Regions from separate parts of the Mus musculus genome. Here regions 1, 2, 3, 5 and 6 are each linked to region 4. Evidence: chromatin contacts called from public HiChIP or PLAC-seq data. All regions are on one chromosome and are shown on one strand. The core of a region is the stretch at or near the end of the contact, and the rest is flanking DNA. Distances in the headings are between cores, read along the strand shown.

Region 1 (2,700 bases), core at 168-2,667, 240 kb before region 4:
AGCCAGTGTCTGAGGACTAAGGCCTAGATGGGTGTGTTCTTCGGGCTCTCGGAAATTTCTCACCAGAGTAACCAGCCAGCACCTAGGAGAGCTGGTGGGGGTCCTCTAAACAGCAGGACCCAGAGTGGAGGCTTCTTGTTAGGACCACAGACTGGTCCTAGCCCCTTCTTTGCTAGAATCACCCTTCTTACCCAGGCCCGCCCTCCTCCTTCTTCGTCCCCCCTCCCCCTCGTGCCAATGTGCTGTTCCCATAATGCTGGGCTCCGATTCTCCTCCACCCGCTCTGCCACCATTTCATCCTTTGATCTCCCACCCACTCGCCCCAAAGTCAAGTTTCTCTTGGCTCCTTTCTCGGCTGCTCTCCCACTCCTTCCCACGCTTCTCTCTTGCGACACAAAACAAATGTAAAATAACATTTCAAAAATATTAAAAATCGATGCTGATGAAATCGCGGTTTTGTTTTCTTGGAATGGGAGGCAACAGGTCCAACAATCGCAGACACAGATTGGCCTGCGCTGTACCATTGTTTCTGGGCAGAACCCTATCTGTTCACCCATGACCTGAAATCAGAATTTCCAAACAGAAACGTTTGCCGGATTAGTTAGGGCAGACTAAGTTTTTCTCCCATAATTTTATTTTGACAAGACCATGAAAGCTGCTATCGCCTCATCTAATGGAATCAAACAGGCTGCTAAAAATAACCCTTGCAAGCTTTTATTACGAACGGGAAACACCTCCTCCTCCCAGCTTGCGACTGTGATCAGCTTAATCCTTCAACTTTGCTGCGAATATTTGCACTGCTCTGGGGTTCTTTTCTTTCCAAGGCTGGTTTGCTCTGTTTGGCAGAGTTATTTGAACAGGTGGCTTTGCACACCCTATGCTAATGGAGGCTTTTGTCTTCCTTCAATCAGCAGAGGGAGCCGTTCTAGAAAGAAACGGTTCTTTGATGCTAAACTATTCACACCTGTTTGATTATCACCTCGCGAATCACAATACCAAGCCAGGCAGAACTTTCTCTAACTGGACACCAGAAGAGATGCGATCTCCTTTGCATCTCCAAGAGCATCTTTTCGAGACAAGCATCTCCAAGAGCATTTTTCGTTGCTTAGGGCAAGCGTCTCCTGTTTCCATCAGGCAACGGAAAGGGCATTAAGGAAGGTTTGGGGGTGCCTCGTTTGTAAAGAGCAGGATGCTAGGCTTCAGAGGACTCACCAGACCTAGTTCTCCGGCTTGAGCCCGCTTCCCCTTCCCTTTCATCCGGGGACACTTTCAGCGGGAGCTCCGGGCAGACAGTGCGCGCGCGCGCGCGCGCTAGGTCGGGGATGCGCTTGGCGCGCGATCACAGGGTCTCCGGGGACGCCCCGCGCGCTCCCTGGCTGCAGATCACAGGCGCCGCCCTCGGCCGGCCAGCACGGGAACCCGCCTGCTCCCTGGCGCGCGATCACAGGCACCGGGCTCCGCACCCTGAGGGCCGGGAGGTGGCACGGCCCCAGCCCTTGAGGAGAGCAATGGCTGGCGCGTTCCCACGGGAGGCCCAGGACCAAGCAGGGACTTCTACCTTCTCTAAAAAGTGTCTTCCACAAGTGACAAGGTGGCACCAGCAAGGGCGGTGGGCGTTCTGCCTCTAAAGCAGCTTTGTAGACACACCTGATTCTGGCTACGTTGGTGCTGCTTGAGTATGAACTTTTGGTCTGGTCTGAACGTAGCCTTTTCTAGAACTATGTTTTTGCATCTCATGAAAAGAATGAATGAAATAAGTGCCTTGCAGTGGGCAGAGACTAGCTTGGACACAGTTTAAGGAGATCAGACTTGTAGGTGTGCTCATGATGATAGTCAGCCCCACTTCCTACAGGCCTGCAAAGGTGCCTTGTGTACGTGCATGCGCATGTGTGTGTGTGCGCGCGCGCGCACGCACGCACACGCTTATACACTTGAGTTTTGTGCAGATGAAGCCCAAAAGCTGACATATACTGTTATCTATTATTACTCTCCGTCTTTTTCAGTGAGGTAGGGGGTCTCTCAATTAAACCCAGAATTTCCCCAGTCTGGCTAGTCTGTGCAGTCAGTTTGCTCTGGGGATTCTTGTCCACTCCTGCTGCGCTGGAATTGCAGGGAGGTTGCCGTGCCAACTAAGCATGTCTGTGGATTCTAGAGACCCAGAGTTCAATTCTTATGTTTGCTGACAAGTGCTTCAACTATTAGCATCTTCTGCAGCCCGGATTCGATTTCTTCTTTTTTCTTTCTGTTGTGCTTGTTTGCTTTGTTTTGTCTTTGGGACACAATTTTAGTGTGCCACTATGAAGAATGGATCCAAGGAGGACAAACAAGAATCCGAAACTGGGGGAGGGGGGGGGGGAGGGGGAAGGATGGAGAGATGGCTCAGTGGTTAAGAGCACTGACTGCTCTTCCAGAGGTCCTGAGTTCAATTTCCAGCAACCACATGGTAGCTCACAACCATCTGTAATGGGGATCCCATGCCCTCTTCTGTTGTGTCTGAAGACAGTGACAGTGTACTCACATATATGAAATAAATAAATAAATCTTTTAAAAAGTCAGAAACTGGTGTAGGTTAAAGAATAAATCGTGTAGAGGTTGAAAATCATAGCAAATTGTAGAAACTTGAAGGACTACCATGATAATTGAACAGATGCAGTATGGGATGTGCCTTACTTGAGTCTCTCTGTTGTAGCCAGGAATGTA
Region 2 (2,700 bases), core at 22-2,521, 160 kb before region 4:
GTGAAGTCAGTCTGAGATAGAAGGACTCCATGCACAGGAAGGAGGCTGTAGTTGAGTTTGTACAGTGCCTGCCTTGCATGCAGAAGACCCTGGGTTCTACTCCCAGAACAGCAATCATGGTGCATACCAATAATGCCAGCATGTTCAAAGCAGGGGTAGGAGGTCAGGAGTTCAAGGCTATCCCAGCCTCACAGTGAGTTAGAGGCCACGTGAGACTCCAGTTTAAAAACAAACAAACAAACAAACAAAAAACAAAGCAAAACTGATGCTGGACAGGTGACCTATGGACGAAGGGCATGTCACATGAGCAAAGGACTGAAGTTCAGATCCCCAGAACCCACATAACTGTTGTGTGGGTAAGGGGTACACCTGTAAAGGCATGGGACACACCTGTAATCCAGTGCTCAGATGGCAGAGACAGATCCGCGAGCAAGCTGGCTGGCTGACTTGTCACATTAGCTGAGCTCTGGTTTCAACAGAGAGACCTTGTATCAGTGAATAACATGGAGAGTGATTGAAAAAGACTCCCAGCTCTTGATCTACACACACACACACACACACACACACACACACACACACACACACACACAGAGAGAGAGAGAGAGAGAGAGTAAAAAAAGGGGAAAGATTGTTGATATACAACTTGTGGCTGCAGGTGTCAATATTTTTTAAGGTTTCTGCCATTTAAAAAGAAGCTTAGAAGTCATTCCTTTAGAGAAGAGGAGGAAATTTTATGTTTCTCATTTTTTTCTCCTCCCTGAATGTTCATGTAAGCATACTAGTGGGAAGATTAAATTTTTTTCCTGCTCTCTTGCTTTGGATTTAACTCTAGAACAAGAGACTAGGGCCTCTGAGGGCCTAGCTGCCTCAACATGCAGCAATACAGTTGTGTAAAGTCCTTCCTGCAGAGCCCGGAAGATCTCTGTCAGCAGCTCTCAGGCAGCAGGGGTATGGTGAAGAGTCCAGAGCAGGGGGTTACTAAGGTCTCTCTAAGGAGATAGCAAGAAGCTGTCTCAGGGGTCAGATGGTGCAGAGGGTAGGGCTATTAGGATGTCTGCATTGCAGAAAATAAAAACCAAAAACCTAAAGACCTCAGCTATAGTCTAAGCTTTATCGAATAGCAGGACTTCTGGAGCTGACTCATTTACAAACAAGACTACCAGGGCGGCACAGAAGGCAGTCATGTGACTCACGTTGTCTCTAGGCTATCACCTATCTGTCTGAGTCTATTACTCAGGGTCTCTATTGTCTAGCAGATGCCTGAAAAACAGACTCACCCTTTAGTGACAGAGGAGAACTCAGGCAGAGATTACTGGGCAGAGAGGCTCCTGCTTGCGTGTTTGAATTGCTTCTCACCAAGAGAGTCACAGGCATTATCAATCGCCGTTACCCGTTTTCTCTTCTCTCATCAGAGGCATCGCTGGCCACAAAAGGCTGCTCACGAACAGCCTGTGATTGTGGTTTCTGTGCATTTGTGAGGAGAGTAACACAAGGAGCTTTTGGGGTGGGGGTGAGGGGCAGGAAGGGGTTGGGCATCTGGGAAGCAACTGCTCCATCTGCTCATAGCCCAACTTTCCCCAGAGTTCCAAGTGAGGCTCCCAGGAGGGGTCAATGTCAAGTTTAAAGCTTCCCTCCTGGCTCTGAGTGGATTCTCTCTCCAGCCTTCCCTACTAACCTCTCCCTCACTGGCCTCCCGAGTTCTAAGAAACCCAATGCAAACCTAAAATGTCGACCTGAAGATTAGCTAGCAATGGAAATAAATACTCTCCTGGTAATAAATTGGATAAGAGGTCTCGGTCACCAGTCCCCCTGCCTCCACACCGTGTGTGTGTGTGTGCGGGGGGGGGGGGGTATTCAGGTACACCTGTATATGCATGTGTGTGGAAGTTAGAAGTCAGACACCATCCACCATTTTTTTAAGGCTGACTGGCCGTGCAGCTCCAGACATTTGCCTATCTCTGCAAACTCAGCACCACAGTGGCACACTCATGGCACCACCACTGGCTTTTATGTGGTTCCTGGATTGGAACTCAGGCAGCAACCATGCAAGAGTCCCAGCACTGAGTTAGGACCGATCTCCCGGGATGCCCACCTACTCAGAGCCCCAGCTTCCTTGTGTGGCCGCAAGTGTGCAGAATGAGATCTCGGCTTCAAGGATCCTAAACTCTCCACCAGTTCCCTTCCTCAGACTCACAGCAACCCACGCTGCGTCTTTGCGGAAAGTCATGCACCTTGAATCTTGAATTGTTCTAAAGCGGCTTGTCCTGAACTCAGGAGCTTCACAACACATCCTTGTCTGCATCCTCTGGCACACTCCATGGAACTGTTCTTCCTTCATTCCCTTGCTTCCAATGACTGTGAATCTTTTTTTCTAACTTCATCATCACAGCGAGGCCAGAGGCCCGTGATTATCCAAGCCACCTTCCAATTCACAGGCGTTCTTGGTGTTCTGCATAGAATTCAATACAATGCTGCGGGCTGAAAGCGCAGCAGAAATGTATCCAGCATCCTAATGTTCTTCCATTTCCCCGGGGGCCTCTGTTGATTGGCGCTCGGATCCTCTTACTTTCTGCAGATATTGGGTCTTTCTTCTTGGGTCGGAGGACTCAGGGCAAGGTTCGCTTCAGAGGAGACTAAGCACACAGAAGAGGCTTTCTTGTCAGCAGACCCAAGACAGAAACTTCTTTTTTCCCTCCAAGA
Region 3 (2,702 bases), core at 53-2,552, 180 kb before region 4:
GTTGTGCCCTAATCCCTTTCCCAGATATCTGCTATCTTTTTACACCTGCGACGGTGGCTTATATTTTACTCTGTCCTTCACCTTTGAAAACGGCAGTGCCTGCAACAGTGAGGAGCCCCGAGAAGGGGCAGATTTCCCTGTGTGCTTCTCAGAATTAAAAAATGCATTTTTTTAAGTTAAATTTTTAATTGACTTACAAAGTCGCAAGTTTTCCTACAGCATTTTCATACACACGTTGGTTCGGCTGACCATTCTCCAGTTCCCTTCCTCCCCTCTCTCTGTCCTCCAGGGGATTGCTTGTCCCTTCTGCACCCAGGGTCCCCTTCTGCCTTTCTATCGGTGTTCTATTACCCGCCCTGTCCTCCTTTCTCTGGCCCCTTCCTGGTTCCCTGGCTGCTGTATGCACTCACTAGCAAAAGACGTTTATACGCTAGGGTCTGTACAGGAGATGACATTTCTATACACTGGGCCAGTTAGCTTTCCTTTGTGTCTCCACCCTCTGACACCCAGATCGATCCAAGTGTAGTCCTGAACTCAGACCCAAGCAAAAAGACCAAACAAGTAACCACATTAAAAAACTGTGTGACTACACAGTTCATGATTTCTGGGAAGTGAAGAAGATTAAATTTCTGATTATACTGAAAAATAATGATAGAACGGAGCTGCTTCAAGAATGGATGATTTTAATCCCTGAACATGTAGTTCTTTTCCTTCATGTGGAGGTTAGCAGAGAAAGTATTAACTCTCTTGCCCTCCCTTTAATTCAAGAAAGGTACCATAAGCAGTTTTTAAGGACCTGGAGATTATCAGTCTAAGATGGGTCATATCAGCCCGTGCAAAAACACTACCTCTACCTCAAGCGACATGTATTCATTGTGCCCACTATGACGCAACCTAGCATCAAACAGGTTGTTGTGGTCAGTTTCAAATGGTAGGATTTGAAATCTCCTGGAGGAAGGGAAGTATCATCCTAAGAGGGACTGTGAAGGACAGTGTGGCATGGACACAGCAAGCCCACGTGTGGAGCAGAGCACCCAGCTTACACTGGCTAACAGGAGAGTAGGCTGGGTCTTCAAGGCTGAGTATACAGGCAGCCTTCCATCAGTGCTGGCTACTTTCAAACAGCACAGAGTAGAGAGGGGGAAATGGAGGGCATCCCTGACAGTCAGTAGAAAAAGGCCGTTGGTGGAAGACAAAAGTGAGCTTGCAGAATTCGATTTGGCCATCCATAAGGGATCCGGAGGAATGTGCCCTGCCCTGAATAGCAAGCAGCTCTCTTCTTTGAATAGCCATGAGTGCAGGGCCATTGGTACAATGGAATTAAGAGGCTGGGCTGGTGGCCAGTAGGCTGAGGGGAGGCATGCAATGTGGCTGTTTCATCTGACTGGGTATGATCAGACTGGTTGGAGCAAGAAGGATGTCCTTGGGAGAGGTGAGGCCAGACTCCTCAACATGAACAACATGAACAAGCTATACAACTGTGGACATCTGGACTGAGGGGAAATAATGTACACTTGAAGAAATGGGCTTTCGTGTACTCACTCATACATCTGCTCATGTGTGTGATGTGCATTTAGTGAGAACCACCCTATTTATTAGACAACGTATGGTCCCAGGGACTCAAGGAAAACATGACATTCTTTACATTTGTATGTTTGGTTCTCTAGCCCAGAAATACCTCAACCTCCACCGCTGGCGTCCCTCAGTCCCCTGGAGGCTGTGCTGCCATTCTCTGCCTTGGCAAATGAAGTGGCATCCACCTCATCCATCCATCTATCTGTATGCATTAGCCACTTTCCTGTTATGATTAAACCTCGTGATCAAATATAACTTAAGGAAGAGCTTATTTTAGCTTCTGGTGGCTGAGGGATAAAGTCCATTGTGATGGGGAAGACATGGGGGCAGGGACAAGAAGCTGGCTGATCACATTTCATCCACACAGTGGAAACAGCAAGTGAGCGGAAAGTGGGTAAGGCAAAAACCTTTACACACGTGCCCGAGCACACACACGTGCACATGCAAACATGTACGTGTACACACACACACACACACACACACACACACACACACACACAGTGACGTGCTTCCTCCAGCAAAACTCCCCCTGCAGAGAGCACCACTGAATAGGGACCACATTTTCAAACACACAGTAGAGGCAGCCATGTGAGTATAATTTAGGGATGACACCATTGTGTAAGGGATGGATGCCATTAGAACACAGAGGACAGTTTTCAGATTCCAGCTTTTTAACTCCTGCCCCAAGCCACTTTCCCCAAATGAAGCCAGGCCAGCCCTCCCAGGTCTGCACCTGTAGGATCTCCGTAAATCAAAGGAGAATTTGAGATCACTGGACCACTAATTGTTTGCTTATTTTCCCTTCTCTCTTTCCCATGTTCTCGGACATGATAGACAATCGTTGCGAGTCACATGCGCATTCTTATCATTGGCTGAAGCTGTGTTCGTTCCTTTCCAACACAACTGATGCCTAATAAACAGCCAATAATTGGAAAGGTTTACACTGAAGCTCAGATCCTGACCCCATTAAACTCCCACATAACAAATTCCCCATGATAACCTACTTACAGCACACCTGAACTTCAGCTTGAGTGTGTCCATCCCAGAAAGATCACCCTTTCACAGAGCCAGCAGGTAGTTGTTAGAGAGATGAACATATTAGATGACTTTTTAAGAAATGGAGTAAA
Region 4 (2,700 bases), core at 35-2,534:
GTCTGAATGACAGTGTCTACAAAAGTGAGGTAAAGAATTATGATTCTAGAGGAATCAGTTCAATTGTTTTAGCAACAGGAGAGCAAAAACAATACAAAATAAGCATTTACAAACATGACAGCTAAGGAAAACAGAAACCCACTTAACATGCCACTGCTGACTGGCATGTCTGTTATCACAACAAACATTTCAAAAGCCATCGCCTTCTTCAATTTAAATGAGCAACAAAACAAGCCCAATTCTTAAATAAATAGGAGTGCAAACCAATTCATGTTAATGCCCTGATTACAAATCAATGGTTCAAAGGTCCCGTGTGTGTACAAACTGGACATAAATTGCAAAAAGACATTTTAAAAAAAGCTAACCGTGTATACGAATGTGTTACTTGCAAACAGCCAAAGGAAGACAAGTAATCTGCCTGAAACACAAAGTCCCTGAGGAGGGGGGTTCCCCAGGAATATTCGGGGGTGCTATTTGATTTTTGATTGTGTATAGCGTCAATTATAATAGCTCTAACTACCAAGCAAGAAAACTGGCTCAACAGCATAAAAACTGTCAGAGTAGAACATTTTTAAAATTTTTATTTAGAGAAATGATTTATGCTTTTGATTTGAAGCAGCTTTGCCCTATCGTTGAGAGACTGCAAACGTTAAAGAAACAACACAGAGATAGCTCTGACGACCAGAATTAAAAGAAGGCAAAACAAGACAGAAGACAACTGTTTAAAAAAGCTGTGTATTCAGAAGGGGATGCGGGCTCAACCTAGGCTCATTCCTTTTCCAAAGGCTTGCCAAAAATGTTCTGTCCATCCTGGGCTACTTTCCACTCCACTACCTCTGAGTGCAACCATGAGGCAAGAAACTGCCGGAGGCGTCTGTTGCGAGTCACACCTGGCCCTCCAAGGAAAATGAGTACTTTCTTGCCATTCGGAACAGTCTCAAACACTTTCAAAGACTCTTCCCCCACTCCCACCCCCAGGCTCAACCCTCTTCCTCGCCAGTTTCTGAAGCTCTTTTCCTCTGGTGTACCGCTTTCATCCTCCCGGAAGAGCAGCCAGCAGAGCACCAGCAGCGCTGGGCAGAACAGGGGAGCCGCCGGCGACACCAAGCTCCAAACAGTGCGCAGACTCCGCGGCGCGCGGCGGACACTCCACTCGCCTAAACCTGCACTCAAAGTGAAAAAAGAGTAGGAGGAGGAGTGTTGGGAGGGGGGACGGGAGGAGGCTCCGCTGGTCCCTCCTCCCTCCTGGACTCCCCGGCTCCTCCTCCGCACTCCCAGGATATACACACACACTCACACACGGCCGCGGCTGGACATGCACACCCAGCGCCCGCTGCCGGCGCCAACACTCGCAGGTGGCGACACTCACCTGAGCCGGGCTGCAGTCGCCTCGGAAGCGGCGGAGCGAAAGCCTGGGCCCGGAGCTGGGAAAGCAGGAGCAGCCCCAGAGCAGACCTGCGATCTGAGGTGATATAGCACGTTTTCTTTAATCCCCGTCCTCCTCCAGGACCTGGATCCCTGCATCCTTCCAGCCTGCGGCGCCCGGAGTAGCCGGGACCCAGGGGCTCGCGGGCGCGGCACCCACGCGGGCGCACGCTCGGAGGCGCGCTCACCGAGAGGGGCGCGGCTGAGCCCGGGCCGGAAACTTGGGAGAAGTTAGTTGCAAGTGTCTGGCTGCTGCGACCGGAGCTGGGAGAAGGCGCCCGGGCCTGGCCGGCCGCGCCGCACCGAGCAGCCCTCCGCTTCTGGAGTGCTCCGGGAGCCCGAGACCTTCAGTGCGCCCGGGGAAGCTGGGAGCCAGCGGAGCAAGCATGGCCCCGGGGACAGCCTGCAGCAGCGAGTCGGAGAACCCGGACAGTCTCCACTGAGGCCCGGCGACTCAGGCTAACTCAAAACCTCAGCCCGCCTCCTTCCTCTCCTCTCCTGTGCCAAAGCCCGGCAGCAAGATTCTCCAGGCAGGTGCCCGGGGACAGCGTCAGCCCTCAGCAGAACTACAGGATTGGGGGTTCCATCAGCGCGCCCTGACCCCGACACAGAAGACGGGCCGCTGCAGTGTTTGTGTTTCTGTCCGCCGCCCTGCTCTGCGCGCCCCGACCCTACCCCTCCTCTTCCTCTTCGCGGCCACCCCTCCCCCACTCCCATCTGCTTCTGTCAAATGAGAAAGTCACCGGGGAGAACCCAAACACTCCAGCCGCCGAGAGCCCCCTTTGGCACTTGGCAGCACGCGGCGGCGGGCTTCTCGGCTCAACTTGGTGGATCCTCCGCCGCTCAACTTTCGGGGCTGCTTGGCTTTTAAGGCGCTGAAGACAGAGGAGAGGGGAGAGCAGAACCAGGCAGCGGCCACCTGCAGGGAGTTGGCGAGCCAAAGCAACGGGACAGAGGACAAAAAAGCAGAGGGCAGAGTGACACCGCGGAGTGGGGACACCGAGGAGAAGTTTCAGGGTCCCGGAGAGGATTTTTTCTTAGAGCTCGACCAGACAGACCAAAGCGGTCCGGGACGCAGCGCCCCGACCCAGGGCTGGTCGTCTGGTCCTCTCTTCCCGCGCGGGAACGACGCGGGGACGCACGGCCGCCCGCTGAGCCGGTTCCCTCTGGCAGCCAACATTGATTTCCTCCGGGCGGAGGCCGAGGGCCCCGGTGGCGGCGGCGGCGGGCTGCAGCCGCGGCACGGCGACAGCATGTCCAAGCCTGTGGACCACG
Region 5 (2,700 bases), core at 177-2,676, 200 kb before region 4:
TCTAGTATTCAACACCTAGTAAATGATATTAAAAGAATAAAATAAGTCGTTGCCAGTGCTGATTTAAGAAACTACAATAACAACAACTAAACCAAACCTAGAGCTCTTCTATTTTTGAGCAAATGGAATGAATCCACAGAGCAAAAGTAAGGTTTTGATTTGGGGACCACAGCCATCCGGGAGGTTAAGATGGATTGTCCTTAAGGTTGTAAAGTAATAACGACTAATGGCAAGGTTGTCCTCGCTGCGTGAAAAAACCACCAGCTCAAATTCAGAACAAACTGGACCGGGATAAAATTATAGCCTCCATGTCTGGCAGCACAACTGACTCTGGTACCTTCCTCCCTAAACTCTTCCAGGGACCTGGCTTTGTGTAGAGTCGTAAGTTACCAAGAGTTTGAGCAAAAGGCCATCTTTAAGAGAGCTGGAAAGGACCACCCCCCCTGCTTTGGGCTCACGTGGTTCTCTTTAACGCCCCCCTTTACCCTCCTCCGCCCCCGTCCGAAACGTGGAATGCAGAGATGGAAATTTCTAGGTGGGGTCCGGTGAAGATCTAGGGCCCCTGAATGCGGGCGGAACAGTGTCCTGAGTTGAAGGCTGCCTGTCAGCAGACAGCCAGAGCCAGCACGCACAGGCTTAAAGCAGGACTCCAGCGGGTTTGCAGAGCAGCCAGCCCTCCAGAGAGAGGCTGGAGCGGCGAGTTGGTGCGGAGTTGGTGCAGAAAAGGGGTGGTCTAAGGGTACCCACCGTGGAAATTCACTCAGCCCCCTCCTAAAGGGCTAAAAAAATCACTGCGAGCTGCGCGCACCAGGAACCTCCCTGCCCCATCCTCATTCTCGGAACTGCAAAGCCTAGCGCCAGGAGTTTCCGCCCGCCCAGTGTCCCCAGTACCCTGAGGGACGACAAGGCTCTTTAAGGAAGCATTGGATTCTACTGGTCGCGGGCTCCTAGCTGCAATCTGTTCCCGTCAAGATCCCCTCCATTCCTATCCGCACTTATGCTCCTGCCTGTCCCCTGGTGAAGGGCTCCCTGGTGCTGAGCTAAAGACCGCGGTGGCGGAGAGTGGGGTGTGGGGTGGCCCGATGGTGCAGAAGGATGGGGATGCAGGAGGACCTGGGCCTCTCTGGCCTGCAGTCTCCCATACGCGGTGCGGCATGGCAGCGGGAAAATAGAGAAGAAAGCTAGAGGGACAAGCAGCGGCGACCCCCCACCCCCCGCCGAGGCCAAGCGGGAAGGACGCCAGTACTGGCAGGGCTGTGGACGGTGCTGAACTCCAGTGCCTCTCTCTGCGGCCGCTGCAGGGCCGGAGTCTTGCCCTGTCGGGAGGATTCACGGGCTCGACCTCGGGAAGCCGGTTGCTAACAGTGTGCAGGGAGCTGCGGATGATTGCGTCTGGCCGCCGGGGCGCCCCAGACTCGGCCGCGCATCCCTGCAGACACCTCGCAGCTGCTGCCACCCGCGGCGCCCTGGCGCTGCAGCTGCGGGGTGAGAGACAAGCCGAGCAAGCGTCCCACCCCCTGCTCCCCGGAGCCCTCGGATCTGGGACCAGCAGGCAAGAGACCTGTTGAAAACTCCGAAGGCCGACTTCAAAGACAATCAAATCGCCCGAGCAAAACCCTCTCTGCGATCTGGTATTTTCAAGTGTCATAAACGCTGTGTGGCGGTTAAGATTGCTGCTCCCTTAAATGGGCCAATAATTTGCAGCGCTATCTCCCACAAATTCCCCCATCCTGGAATCTCAATGTGAAGCAATTCAAATAAGTAAAACCATTTTACTGCTGTTGGAAAATTCGCATGCATTTATTCAGTTTAAAATTTGATATAGGGCATTTTTTTTGTATTCCCATTTATCGTTTGCCAAGAAATAATTAAGAGCAGGAGCTCGAAGATTAGTTTTAAATAAAAAATCTTCTCGAATATAAATGTCAGGTCATAAAAATTCCTTTTAAATCATAACAGCATATAAATCTTTGAAATTAACCATGTAATTACAATGTCTATCAACTTTTACCTGGAGCTTTGAGCCTCTCTTTTTAATCTTCCATTCTTTTTTTAATGAATAGCTATTTTGAAATTAAAAAGTACTGTTCATTACACATGCCCCACTATAATAGGGTTTTTATCATATTTGCGCTATGTAAAAATACTTGCTACTTTGTAATTATTCACACGCCGATCCTTTCCTATATTGAGTGGAAAATAAAAAATGAAATAGAAGTCAAAGGTGCTTGCGAGCTGAATGATTTACACAATTCATTAAGGACGGTGATTTTTCAGTTAGCATCAGATTAAATGGTTACTTACTCTCAAATAGCCCTTGGGGAGTTGAATTGCTGGGTAGCAAACAGATTAAAGTTTGCATTGAAAGAAAAATTGAATTCAGAGGTAATCAATAGCATAATAGGGGCAGTGAGTGGTGCCTGCTGCCTGAAATGAAATTACCATATTTTTAATCTTAATTTTCCACTCTGTTTATCTGACAGTGTGGATGTGCAATCCAAACAGATAATGAGAGAGTGGGATATTGACACCGCTGTCCTCTGGAGTGCTTGTCTTCCGTGATTAAATGCTGTGATCTGTGATTACTTTGTGCAGGGATGTCAGGGCTGCTGGCCAGAACCGAGGGAGGGGCCTTCACCCGGCAGCTGGAGCGTCTGACTCTCCCAGGTCCTAACGTCTGAAATTCATTTTCCACCAGTA
Region 6 (2,700 bases), core at 187-2,686, 250 kb before region 4:
CAAATGCACACACACACACATACATGGACACACACAGGGACACATAAATGGACACACACACAGGGACACATATACACACACATGGACACACACACAAGGACACATACACATGGACACACACACACATATATGGACACATACACACACATACATGGACACATACACAGGGACACATACACATGGACACACACACAGGGATGCACATATAAACACAGACACACACATACATATACACAGATATACATACATATATACATGAACACATAGGTGCACACATGCACATGGACACATACATATACATATTTTAAAATATTTATAAATTTAAAAATATTTAATTTTAAATCATTAAACTTCTCAACAAACTAAAGTACAAATTGTTGTTAATACTAAGAAGGCCGAGAGTACTTTTTTAAATCAGTGGTCTTTCTGTCACTTCTGTTACCAACCCTCCTACCTTCTGAGAGTGTTTGCTGACTGGGCCTTTACAAATGATGGTCACTTTTGAGATCTGCCACTCTGAGTGTCATTTGTGTGTTTCAAACCCGGTGGGAAGGGGAAAGACCCATCTTACATTTTAATACATTCAGTAGGAAGTTAGACGGGGAGCAGTTGTTATAAATTCAGGCTGGAGAGATGGCTCAGCGGTTAAGAGCACTGACTGTTCTTGCAGAGGTCCTGAGTTCAATTCCCAGCAACCACATGGTGGCTCACAAACATCTGTAATGGGATCTGATGCCCTTTTCTGGTGTGTCTGAAGAAAGTGTCTGTACTCATATAAATAAAATAAATCTTAAATTCAGGCAGTCTGTTACAGTCAGAGGAGTCAGGGTCCACCTCCGAAGCGTGATTTTAAGTTTACTTTTTGCTTCTGCAGAGTAGAAAGTTCATCGTTTTGTAAAGTAAGTTGACTCATTTACTTAGCCCTTAGCAAAGGAGAGACCTGCATTTCAAAACTGTGATTTCGCCCTTCGTTAACGTCAGGAGGAGTGGCTATGCCCTGTAATGCAATGCTTAAGTAAAATTACACATTCGGGGCCTCTAAATTGGCATGCCAAATTATAGGACATTCTAATTATTATGTGGATGTGACAGATTCAATTATTCTTGAACTCTTTTGAGAAAGCAGCCCTTAGCAGCAATTCACAGTAGTAAACAAAAGATTAACAGAAAAAAATGCCCTTTAGGGGACTCTATAAATGTTTCCGATTAAATACCATGGGCCAAATTAACTGTAATATCCAGATACAGAAAAACAACCCCAGCCCTGCGTAGAGTTTCAGTGGATTCTCTCGAGGTGGATTTACTCTAAACACAGCCCAGTGAAGAACGGAGTAAGTACCACCTACTTGGGAGCTGTTTCCCTCGGTGGGTGCGTGCGTCATTTGGGCCAGCTGTCTCCAACTCTCTCTTCTGTCTGAAACCATTAACCAAAGCCACTAATAAGTGGACGAGCGCCTCCCTCCACCTCTCCATCCCCAGAGTAGACCAATGAGCTGTCCGCTGGCTGCAAGGCCGGCAGCTAAAGGGAGAGAGAAGGAAGCCAGAAAGGGAAGCTCAAAAGATACCCAGCCCTGTGCCCTTCAGAACGAGCTGCCCCGAAGGCTGTGCGGGCTTGAGGTCATCAGAATTCTGAGCTCAGTGTCTCTATTACTTTCTTAGTCTTATCCAGAGAGAAATTAGATTTCTATCGTTTTCTTCTGTGCACAGCATTGCTGAAGTCGCTTGTCCGTCATTTACTGGGGTTGACTGTCATCAGGCTTAGTCCCCGTCATCCCCACCCCCCGCCCCCCACCGTCAGCCCCAAAGAACCTCAGGAAGCGCATCTCCCACCAGCTGCTGCTCAGATCCTATCCATCCAGCTTGGTGATTTACTCTCAAGCCACTGTTGCTTGGCTCTTCTGACATGACCCATGTTCTATTAAACAGGCTGCTTCTCTTCAGTCCATAGATTCCTTAGCTCTGCATGTACGTATATGCAACCCCTCAAAGCTCAGAGTCTGAGGGTTTTTAAAGCACTAAAAGACTCCCCGAGCAGCCTTGGCATTCGAATGCATAGAGCAACAGACAGCTGAGCACCCCTGTAATAATAGTCTAGAACTTTCATTTTTCTAACTTCCCTGTAACATTAAAATAATAAAAGGTCAGGTTGGCCTTTGTTTGCTTTGTAGCTCAGGGTAATCAAACCTTTCAGGGATCCTCCAGGCTACCACCCAAATAGATCGTCTGTATTCTCCCTGGCCCCGCCCCTTTCCGAAGCATTGTCTGTGTGATAATATATTGCTGCAAGACATTGTGTGTCTCAGTGGGTTTTTTTCTGCTGATCCCCAGGTTTTGGATTCAGGAAGACTGAAAGAATATGATGAGCCGTATGTCTTGCTGCAGAATCCAGAGAGCCTCTTTTACAAGATGGTTCAGCAACTGGGCAAGGGCGAAGCCGCTGCCCTCACCGAAACAGCAAAACAGGTGAGTTGGCCCAGCAGCCTTAATTACAGTGTGTCTCACCCGTTCCCTCCTCGCCATTTGGCACCAGGGGTCTGGTTTAAAAAAAAAAAAAAAAAAAAAAAAAAGCACTGTGTGCCCTTTTCAATTATAAGCCTCGGGAGACAAAGCTTCAACACGTCCAGGGTTGAAGTAAGGTCTACCAGGACTTGGCAGGAGCCCCCGGGGAAGGTGTGTGCACATGTGCACGTGCAAGCAGGC

Evidence for each region. HiChIP or PLAC-seq counts read pairs in DNA pulled down with a chosen protein or histone mark.
Region 1: an H3K4me3 HiChIP or PLAC-seq map of neural progenitor cells shows a contact between it and region 4, with 40 read pairs. The contact joins the enhancer-like site here to the promoter of Sox21 in region 4. A contact is called at or near these places in 17 of 39 promoter capture datasets (the HPC-7 cell line, cranial neural crest, embryonic stem cells and 9 more), 3 of 15 datasets of contacts at CTCF or cohesin (embryonic stem cells, large pre-B cells and pro-B cells), 48 of 484 Hi-C or Micro-C datasets (the G1E-ER4 cell line, the HL-1 cell line, cerebellar granule neurons and 14 more), 27 of 115 datasets of contacts at active chromatin or transcription factors (astrocytes, craniofacial prominence, embryonic basal ganglia and 13 more) and 5 of 9 other capture datasets (adipose tissue, embryonic stem cells, embryonic tail and 2 more).
Region 2: an H3K27ac HiChIP or PLAC-seq map of extraembryonic endoderm stem cells shows a contact between it and region 4. The contact joins the enhancer-like site here to the promoter of Sox21 in region 4. A contact is called at or near these places in 6 of 39 promoter capture datasets (the HPC-7 cell line, HPC-7-derived erythroid cells, embryonic stem cells and 2 more), 3 of 484 Hi-C or Micro-C datasets (epidermal suprabasal cells, nephron progenitors and trophoblast stem cells), 8 of 115 datasets of contacts at active chromatin or transcription factors (astrocytes, craniofacial prominence, embryonic forebrain and 5 more) and 1 of 9 other capture datasets (embryonic stem cells).
Region 3: a contact with region 4 is called in an H3K4me3 HiChIP or PLAC-seq map of neural progenitor cells, with 7 times the contacts expected there. The contact joins the enhancer-like site here to the promoter of Sox21 in region 4. A contact is called at or near these places in 6 of 39 promoter capture datasets (cranial neural crest, embryonic stem cells, frontonasal cranial neural crest and 3 more), 6 of 484 Hi-C or Micro-C datasets (cerebral cortex, cortical neurons, embryonic stem cells and 2 more), 19 of 115 datasets of contacts at active chromatin or transcription factors (craniofacial prominence, differentiating embryonic stem cells, embryonic basal ganglia and 10 more) and 2 of 9 other capture datasets (embryonic stem cells and pancreatic islet).
Region 5: an H3K4me3 HiChIP or PLAC-seq map of embryonic forebrain shows a contact between it and region 4, with 4 times the contacts expected there. The contact joins the enhancer-like site here to the promoter of Sox21 in region 4. A contact is called at or near these places in 9 of 39 promoter capture datasets (the HPC-7 cell line, cranial neural crest, embryonic stem cells and 6 more), 48 of 484 Hi-C or Micro-C datasets (B cells, LSK cells, Sertoli cells and 27 more), 30 of 115 datasets of contacts at active chromatin or transcription factors (acute myeloid leukemia, astrocytes, craniofacial prominence and 18 more) and 5 of 9 other capture datasets (embryonic stem cells, embryonic tail, embryonic trunk and 2 more).
Region 6: a contact with region 4 is called in an H3K4me3 HiChIP or PLAC-seq map of embryonic basal ganglia, with 3 times the contacts expected there. The contact joins the enhancer-like site here to the promoter of Sox21 in region 4. A contact is called at or near these places in 8 of 39 promoter capture datasets (cranial neural crest, embryonic stem cells, hippocampal neurons and 1 more), 9 of 484 Hi-C or Micro-C datasets (differentiating embryonic stem cells, embryonic retina, embryonic stem cells and 2 more), 20 of 115 datasets of contacts at active chromatin or transcription factors (astrocytes, a colorectal cancer cell line, craniofacial prominence and 12 more) and 4 of 9 other capture datasets (adipose tissue, embryonic stem cells, embryonic tail and 1 more).

The regions. Positions count from the first base shown.
Region 1 is chr14:118,472,643-118,475,342 of GRCm38.p6, reverse strand. No RefSeq gene overlaps it. Among named protein-coding and RNA genes, the nearest start is that of 1700044C05Rik, 110 kb to the right of the region's middle. Within about 2 kb of position 1,417, at least 50 of the 459 cell types and tissues checked have an H3K27ac peak or open chromatin away from gene starts, as enhancers often do. A contact at or near this core is called in cerebral cortex, colorectal tumor organoids, cortical neurons and 8 more, where this site is marked.
Region 2 is chr14:118,392,367-118,395,066 of GRCm38.p6, reverse strand. It overlaps 1700044C05Rik (RIKEN cDNA 1700044C05 gene), which reads right to left. Exons shown (of 6, transcript NR_045624.1): 5 at 391-466. Among named protein-coding and RNA genes, the nearest start is that of 1700044C05Rik, 28 kb to the right of the region's middle. Within about 2 kb of position 1,271, at least 13 of the 459 cell types and tissues checked have an H3K27ac peak or open chromatin away from gene starts, as enhancers often do. A contact at or near this core is called in extraembryonic endoderm stem cells and trophoblast stem cells, where this site is marked.
Region 3 is chr14:118,412,976-118,415,677 of GRCm38.p6, reverse strand. No RefSeq gene overlaps it. Among named protein-coding and RNA genes, the nearest start is that of 1700044C05Rik, 48 kb to the right of the region's middle. Within about 2 kb of position 1,302, at least 17 of the 459 cell types and tissues checked have an H3K27ac peak or open chromatin away from gene starts, as enhancers often do. A contact at or near this core is called in neural progenitor cells, neural stem cells and stem cell-derived neurons, where this site is marked.
Region 4 is chr14:118,235,614-118,238,313 of GRCm38.p6, reverse strand. Sox21 (SRY (sex determining region Y)-box 21) reads left to right here and starts at 1,284. Exons shown (of 1, transcript NM_177753.3): 1 at 1,284-2,700. The coding sequence starts at 2,679. It overlaps Gm4675 (predicted gene 4675), which reads right to left and starts at 2,082. Exons shown (of 3, transcript NR_131969.1): 1 at 1,370-2,082.
Region 5 is chr14:118,435,742-118,438,441 of GRCm38.p6, reverse strand. No RefSeq gene overlaps it. Among named protein-coding and RNA genes, the nearest start is that of 1700044C05Rik, 71 kb to the right of the region's middle. Within about 2 kb of position 1,426, at least 98 of the 459 cell types and tissues checked have an H3K27ac peak or open chromatin away from gene starts, as enhancers often do. A contact at or near this core is called in brain, cerebral cortex, cortical neurons and 21 more, where this site is marked.
Region 6 is chr14:118,490,262-118,492,961 of GRCm38.p6, reverse strand. Abcc4 (ATP-binding cassette, sub-family C (CFTR/MRP), member 4) reads left to right here. Exons shown (of 31, transcript NM_001033336.3): 30 at 2,329-2,463. Among named protein-coding and RNA genes, the nearest start is that of Mir6391, 100 kb to the left of the region's middle. Within about 2 kb of position 1,436, at least 20 of the 459 cell types and tissues checked have an H3K27ac peak or open chromatin away from gene starts, as enhancers often do. A contact at or near this core is called in embryonic basal ganglia and embryonic retina, where this site is marked.